2 separate regions of the Gossypium hirsutum genome follow, and region 1 is linked to region 2. The links are chromatin contacts, called in public Hi-C maps. All regions are on one chromosome and are shown on one strand. Each heading gives the region's core, a stretch centred on a gene start, on an enhancer-like site or on the middle of the called end of the contact. The rest is flanking DNA. Distances are from core to core; before and after follow the strand shown. Region 1 holds the start of LOC107910621 (biotin carboxylase 1, chloroplastic). Region 2 has its middle 11 kb from the start of LOC121215179.

Evidence for each region. A called contact is a pair of places that touch in the nucleus more often than the background predicts.
Region 1: a Hi-C map of leaf shows a contact between it and region 2, with 2.6 times the contacts expected there. The contact joins the promoter of LOC107910621 here to the enhancer-like site in region 2. A contact is called at or near these places in 12 of 34 Hi-C or Micro-C datasets (anther, callus, hypocotyl and 2 more).

Annotation. Positions count from the first base shown.
Region 1 is chrD02:25,147,614-25,150,631 of Gossypium_hirsutum_v2.1, reverse strand. It overlaps LOC107910621 (biotin carboxylase 1, chloroplastic), which reads right to left and starts at 1,280. Exons shown (of 17, transcript NM_001327041.2): 1 at 1,140-1,280; 2 at 952-1,021; 3 at 100-425. The coding sequence starts at 1,002.
Region 2 is chrD02:25,037,754-25,040,748 of Gossypium_hirsutum_v2.1, reverse strand. No RefSeq gene overlaps it. Among protein-coding and RNA genes, the nearest start is that of LOC121215179, 11 kb to the left of the region's middle. Within about 2 kb of position 1,623, at least 6 of the 9 cell types and tissues checked have an H3K27ac peak or open chromatin away from gene starts, as enhancers often do. A contact at or near this core is called in leaf, where this site is marked.

The sequences.
Region 1 (3,018 bases), core at 31-2,530, 110 kb before region 2:
ACAAGACAAATTTCATAACAAACTTTGATGTAAAAGCTAAGACAATTGTAATAGAAACATAACAAGGAAACCATAGATGCTCAAGATATGACTACTTACGATTGACTGCTTGGTGCTTCGCCTATGCAAACTGATTCATCAGCCAGCTTCACATGAAGTGCATCCTTATCAATTGTAGAGTAGACAGCAACACATGGTATTCCCATCTCATGAGCTGTTCGGATTACACGAACAGCAATTTCTCCTCTATTTGCCACCAAAATTTTCTCAGCACGGCATTTAGCACCAAGAGCTCCTCCACACCTGCTAGATTTACATCTAACTTGGGTTGACTGAGCTTTCTGCCGAGGAAAGTTGATCCTGCTTCCCACCATAAAGGTACACTGGGAACTCCTAATAACTCTACTTCTCCCCAAGAATAAGCCCTTCAATAGGAGAATCCATGATATTAGCTATATATCATAATAAAGTAACTCGTAACTTTGATTAACGATATGTTAAAAGTTTATCCCTCTATCAGAGGCAATCTAGAGATGTCTGCAATCGATCAAATAGCTCTTAGGATTTAATGCATGTGATTTATAAGTTTCATTAGCACTTTGTGGAAAATCATTAGATATGAATACGTAAGATACTTGCGATTAGATACGTGAGTGTAAAATAGCATCTCCCCAAAAAAGCATGCTCTTTTTTACCACCAGATAAAGAAAATATGTTGTTGGGAGCAAAGAGATTGAGGAATTACCCATACGTAAAATCACAGTAAGTACTTAACGGGGTATCGGAGCTTTGGCAGATTTCGTACTAGGAAACTAGAAAACATCGGAGCATTGCCGGAATTCACTCTAGGAATCTATACCCAATTTCCAAAACTATATAGAAGAAAGAATCTAGCATCCAGCAGAAGGAACAAAGTGAAAATTATGATGCGAAAAGAGAAGGGAGACTTACAGGAGGTGATGTGACCGACTTGCACATAGTCAGTGAAGCATCCATTGCCATTGAGAAAAACAGAAAATGCCTACAATAGCAAATACCCATTTAAGCCAAAGCTTCAGTGCTACATGTCTAAGCATAAAAAAAATCAAATAGATCTAATGAAACAGAATTTAAAGAAAGAAAGAAAGAGAGAAAGATACCAAGCTAGACGTGAACAAGAATCAGAGCAATGTAGTGAGACAGGGAGATGGGGAAATAGAGAGAAGAGAGAGATATGGAGAAGTTGTCGATGGAAACGAGGCAAGTGTTTTATTGAATGCTCCGCCTAAATGGTTGGGGTTATCACTCATCAGGCATATAAGCCCAGACCTTTCCCTACGGTTCTATCTCTACGGTTGGGTCCATTCCTCCAATGTTTTCATTCCACGTTTGCATCTCACAATTGTCAGCACCCACTTAGCTCTATTTGGATTGGGCCGGAAAAAGGAAAAACAGCTCGACTCATGCCCATAACAAGTTTTTTTTTCTTTTTCTTTTTTTCTTTTACTTTTGAAAATCGTCGGGCAGTTGGACCCTTTTATTAAGATTTACGGGTCAGGGTCATAGTTGGCTTTACTTAAATTTGTCTTAACTGTCACTATAAATTAAAAGTTGTATTCAAAAATTTTTATTTAAGTAATTAGATTGTTAAAATTAATGATATATTACTTTTTTTGTTCGAAATGTTTGCATTAATATCTTTTTTTTTTATTTAATTTTTTTCATAAAACAGATTTGGATGTTACAAATCTGCAAACTAAAATTTAAAATGTTTTTTTCTCCAATCTCCACCACTGACCATCAGATCAACTTGGATCTAAAATATGTTCTTCTACTCGTCGAAGAGTACTGATTCACCATGTCAATCATTGAATCGTTGTTTGAAGCTCGTTAGTGGAACTTTAAAAAAATTAATAATCCAATGACATAAATAAAAACTTTTGAAAAATTTAACGGCTTAATTGAAAACTTTGAATATTTTAGTGACCAAATTGTAAATTTGTTTAGTTAAGTGACCAAAACGAAAACTTATCCATAATTTAGTGACTAATGATGTAATTCACCCTTTATTAAAATATTATTATATTAATTTTGTAATAATTTATATTATAATTTTATAAATATATTCATATCTTTCATTATGATTTTTATAAAATTTCAATTAAAATTTTATACTATATATTCCATTTAACTTTCTAAAAATTAGAATTAATTCTTTTCTTTATTCTAACAAAAAAAAGCCATGAATAGTTAATTACTCAAGTTTGCTATCAAAGTAGCACGATTTCGTCTAGCAAAGTCTAGGGTTTTTACGATTGCTGAAGCGCGGTAGAGATGGCACTAATGGAGAAGGAGTTGGCAGATTTAAGCCTTGACGAGGAAGAGGATGAAGGCATGCAATTTGCGACGGAGGCTAGACCGCAAAGATCGTTATATGAATTGTGCTTAGTTGGATGCTACCTCGTAGCCAGTGTGGTTCACTTTCCTGCAATGAAGAATACGATGGCTAATTTATGGCACTTGTTGGGGGGAATTCAGATCTCTAACCTAATTGAGAAACGTTACGTTTTTTTATTCTTTTATGAGATAGATATGGAACGGGTGACAAGTGGAACGCCATGGACTTTCAATAACCATCTATTTTGCTTCATAGACTAAAAGATGGCGAAGATCCGAATTTAGTATTGTTGGTGTATGTTGATTTCTAGGTGCAAGTTCATGATTTTCGACGGGTTTCTTTTCTAATTATGTGGTGCAACAATTAGGGGATTTTGTTGGTAAATGTCTGGAACACTATACATAACAGCTTAATCAAGGATTTAGAAACTTTATATGCATCAAGGTTCAAACAGATATTAGAAAGCTCTTGAAGAGGAAGAAAAAGATTTTGATTTCCCAGTCAGATTCAGTTTATGTGAAATTTCGATATGAAAAACTATCCTTATTTTGTTTTCTTTGTGGATGTTTGAGGCATTGAGATAGATTCTGCCAAAAAAGGATTAATCTAGGGTTTAAAGATGTGGGATGTGGATGGGATGT
Region 2 (2,995 bases), core at 374-2,873:
CATTTAAGATACAGTATAACCAAAATAAATAAAGAAACTCATGATAATCTCCTAAGAAATCAATTGGGAATCTTCAATCTTGACGGAAATCTGCTTCAGAATTAGATTCAATGGTCCTTTTTGAGTTGTTTTCTTGAATATTCTATGACGACTCACTCTTATCTTCTTATTTTCATCATATATATGCATTAGAATGCCCAAAAAAACCTAAAAATTTTGATTTTCTGTAGTTTAGAGTGCAAATCCAGGAAATCAACATGGCCTACCACATGATCGTTTGGTTGGCCGTGTGGAATGGGTCAGCCCTTGTGGCTCCTATAACTTGCTTCGATTTTTTGATTTTCACTCGATTTTCGCTTTTTTTGCTCCCAAACGCTCTGTTAAGCATAAAAACATGAATTTAAAGGACTAGGAGCATAAAATTCACCATTAACATCAAATAATCACCCAATAATGCATTAAGAATGAGGGTAAAACATGTTACTTTTAGCATTTATCACTACTCTTTGTAACCTCCAACCCTCCGCCCCGATTGAGTGAACCTGCCTCTGTGACAACCACCATACTCTCTTCCTTATTTTTTCCTTGTTGTAACAATGTATCGAAAATTCTATTTCAAGTATAATTATTCTCAAAGTTACTAATTAGAATAAAATATCCTTGATGGTTGGAGTTTAACCCTAATGAGACTTCTAGTATAAGCCCCTAGTCTAGTCTATAAATTGCTTGTAAACCATCAAAGATGATTGCAAATTTTCAAAAAAAATAGACTAGAAGATAGATACTAAATTGTGAGTTATATCTGTTTTCCTAGTGTTAAGTTATTTATTAATCAATAATGGCCAAAGGTAGGTAAGTCTTTCTTATTTAAATGGATTATCAAGTTGATGCAAAGAAATTTTGGGACTCCGGCATGCTATAATCAATCCTTTGACTCTTTCATATTTGCATATTAAGAAGGTTTTAGTTTTATGTTTTGTGTTCCTTGAGAATAAGTAGAAATGTAAGTGTGGGTGTAATAACTTCTCGAAAAAGAGTTACCATAAGTTTATTCTTAATAATTTTCATACTTGTTCTCAAGTATTTTTATGCATTTTAGGATTATTTTCTCCAACATTTCATTCTGTGTTTAGTTCATGCTTTGTATGTTTTCAGTGCTATTTTAAGTTAGTTTTAGTGTTTAAGCATTTTTGCTTAAGAATAAAGTAGTATGCTTTATCGAATTGAAGGTAGAAAAGCGAAGGAAAAGTCAAAGAACGATATGATACAATACTAACGCACGAATACAAAGGAGAAGCATCTTGATTCTTGGCAGAAGGAAGCGCACTACAACACCACTTGGTACCGTAGTGCTGGAAGTAGGGGTGTGCAAAATTCGGGTAACACTGAAAAAATTTAGTTAACAGACCGAATTCGATTAATCGATCGGTTAATTAATTTTTTCGGTCAGGGTCGGTTAAGGATTTTTTGCTTTTTCGATTAACGGTTAAATCGATTTGAAATTGGTCAGTTAATCGAATTTTTTTGGTTTAACCGAATTTTACAGGGTAAATACCATGGGCCTTAAATTAAACCCAGCCCAATTTATTTTCTCTGCTCCAAGTACAACTTGGACTTGGACTGTCCAAGAACCGAACCTTTTCTAGTTTTCTTAATATTCAACAGGTAAGTAACAGCATTACAGCAACAGCTGACTTTCAATCTTTCTTAGTTTCATTCACTTAACAGTAACACAAATCGGATTCTCAATCTCAATCTCAGTCAAATCAGGAAAACCTACCAGTTCCAACACACCAATACCCAGACGGCCAGACCCAGGTTTTCTTTCTTCTCCCTTTCATTTTTTTCCAATTTCTTCAATAGGTCTTTATTGTATTTCTGGCAGATATATTTTAGGGTTTTGTTTTGTTTTATTTACTATTTAGTTCGTCTACCTTTTTCTGATTTACTTTTAACGTTTCTGCTTTTCTCATCTGATTCAATCGCAACACTTGAAACACTCAACTTGAGCTCTTTGAACAGCACTCTTTAAGCACTCACCACAATCTGAATCCCCCACTCTCTTTCACATTGCCCCAAAAGATAAATAGATTAGTAATTTGTGGTGTAAAAACCATGGTTGCTAACCACCCCACTTTCCAACACTAAAAAGACAGTGTCCCTCCTCTCTTCAAACCCAGTCCCGGCAACATTTGTAGCACCACAAGTTTTGAACAACATCTCAAAAGTTTAAAATCCCCTCGATTATGTTTACCAAGTGAAAATGCTTGTTTACCAAGTGAATATCATTTGTGTTTTGTCTAAATTTGGGGGATACAATTATTTAATTTCTTTTTTATTCTTGGAATTAAATGAAGAGAAGATTTAAAATTAATAAGCTTAAGGTTTTTTTGTTTTTTGAAAGGATAAACTCAAGCTTGAAATGGTCTAAATTGTGTACTTCCTAGCATCCTACGAGTTGGAAAATAGGGATCATATATTTTCCCAAACTCAAATGTCATTGCATTCCTGCATATGTTGATCGGTACTAATTTATTTTAATCGATGCCAATAAATTCTTCCATGTTTGTTAATAAGAAAGTAATAAAGAGATTGAAAAACTAAATTAATTAATGGAGAATTGATAAAATTATATATGGAATATTTTTTATACATGTTTAGGCTACATGGAAATTCACAAAGAGTTTACGTTTATATCAAAAAGAAATGAAAGTGCCTAAATTGAAATGATAAGACTGAGTTTTATTTTACGCGATTAAACCCTTTTCATCGAATTGAACCTTCAAACGATTAAATTTTCACACGAAATTTTTACACATATAACTTAACATATAATAGACACTAAAAATAATATTAAAATATTTTTTTGACTCGAATTTGTAGTCCCGAAATCATTATGTCCGATTAGGATCTAAATTGGGCTATTACAATCATTGATTTATCCTTTATGCTTGTTGTTGGCGAAGCAAACTGTTTAGCTGATACCTTGGCTAAA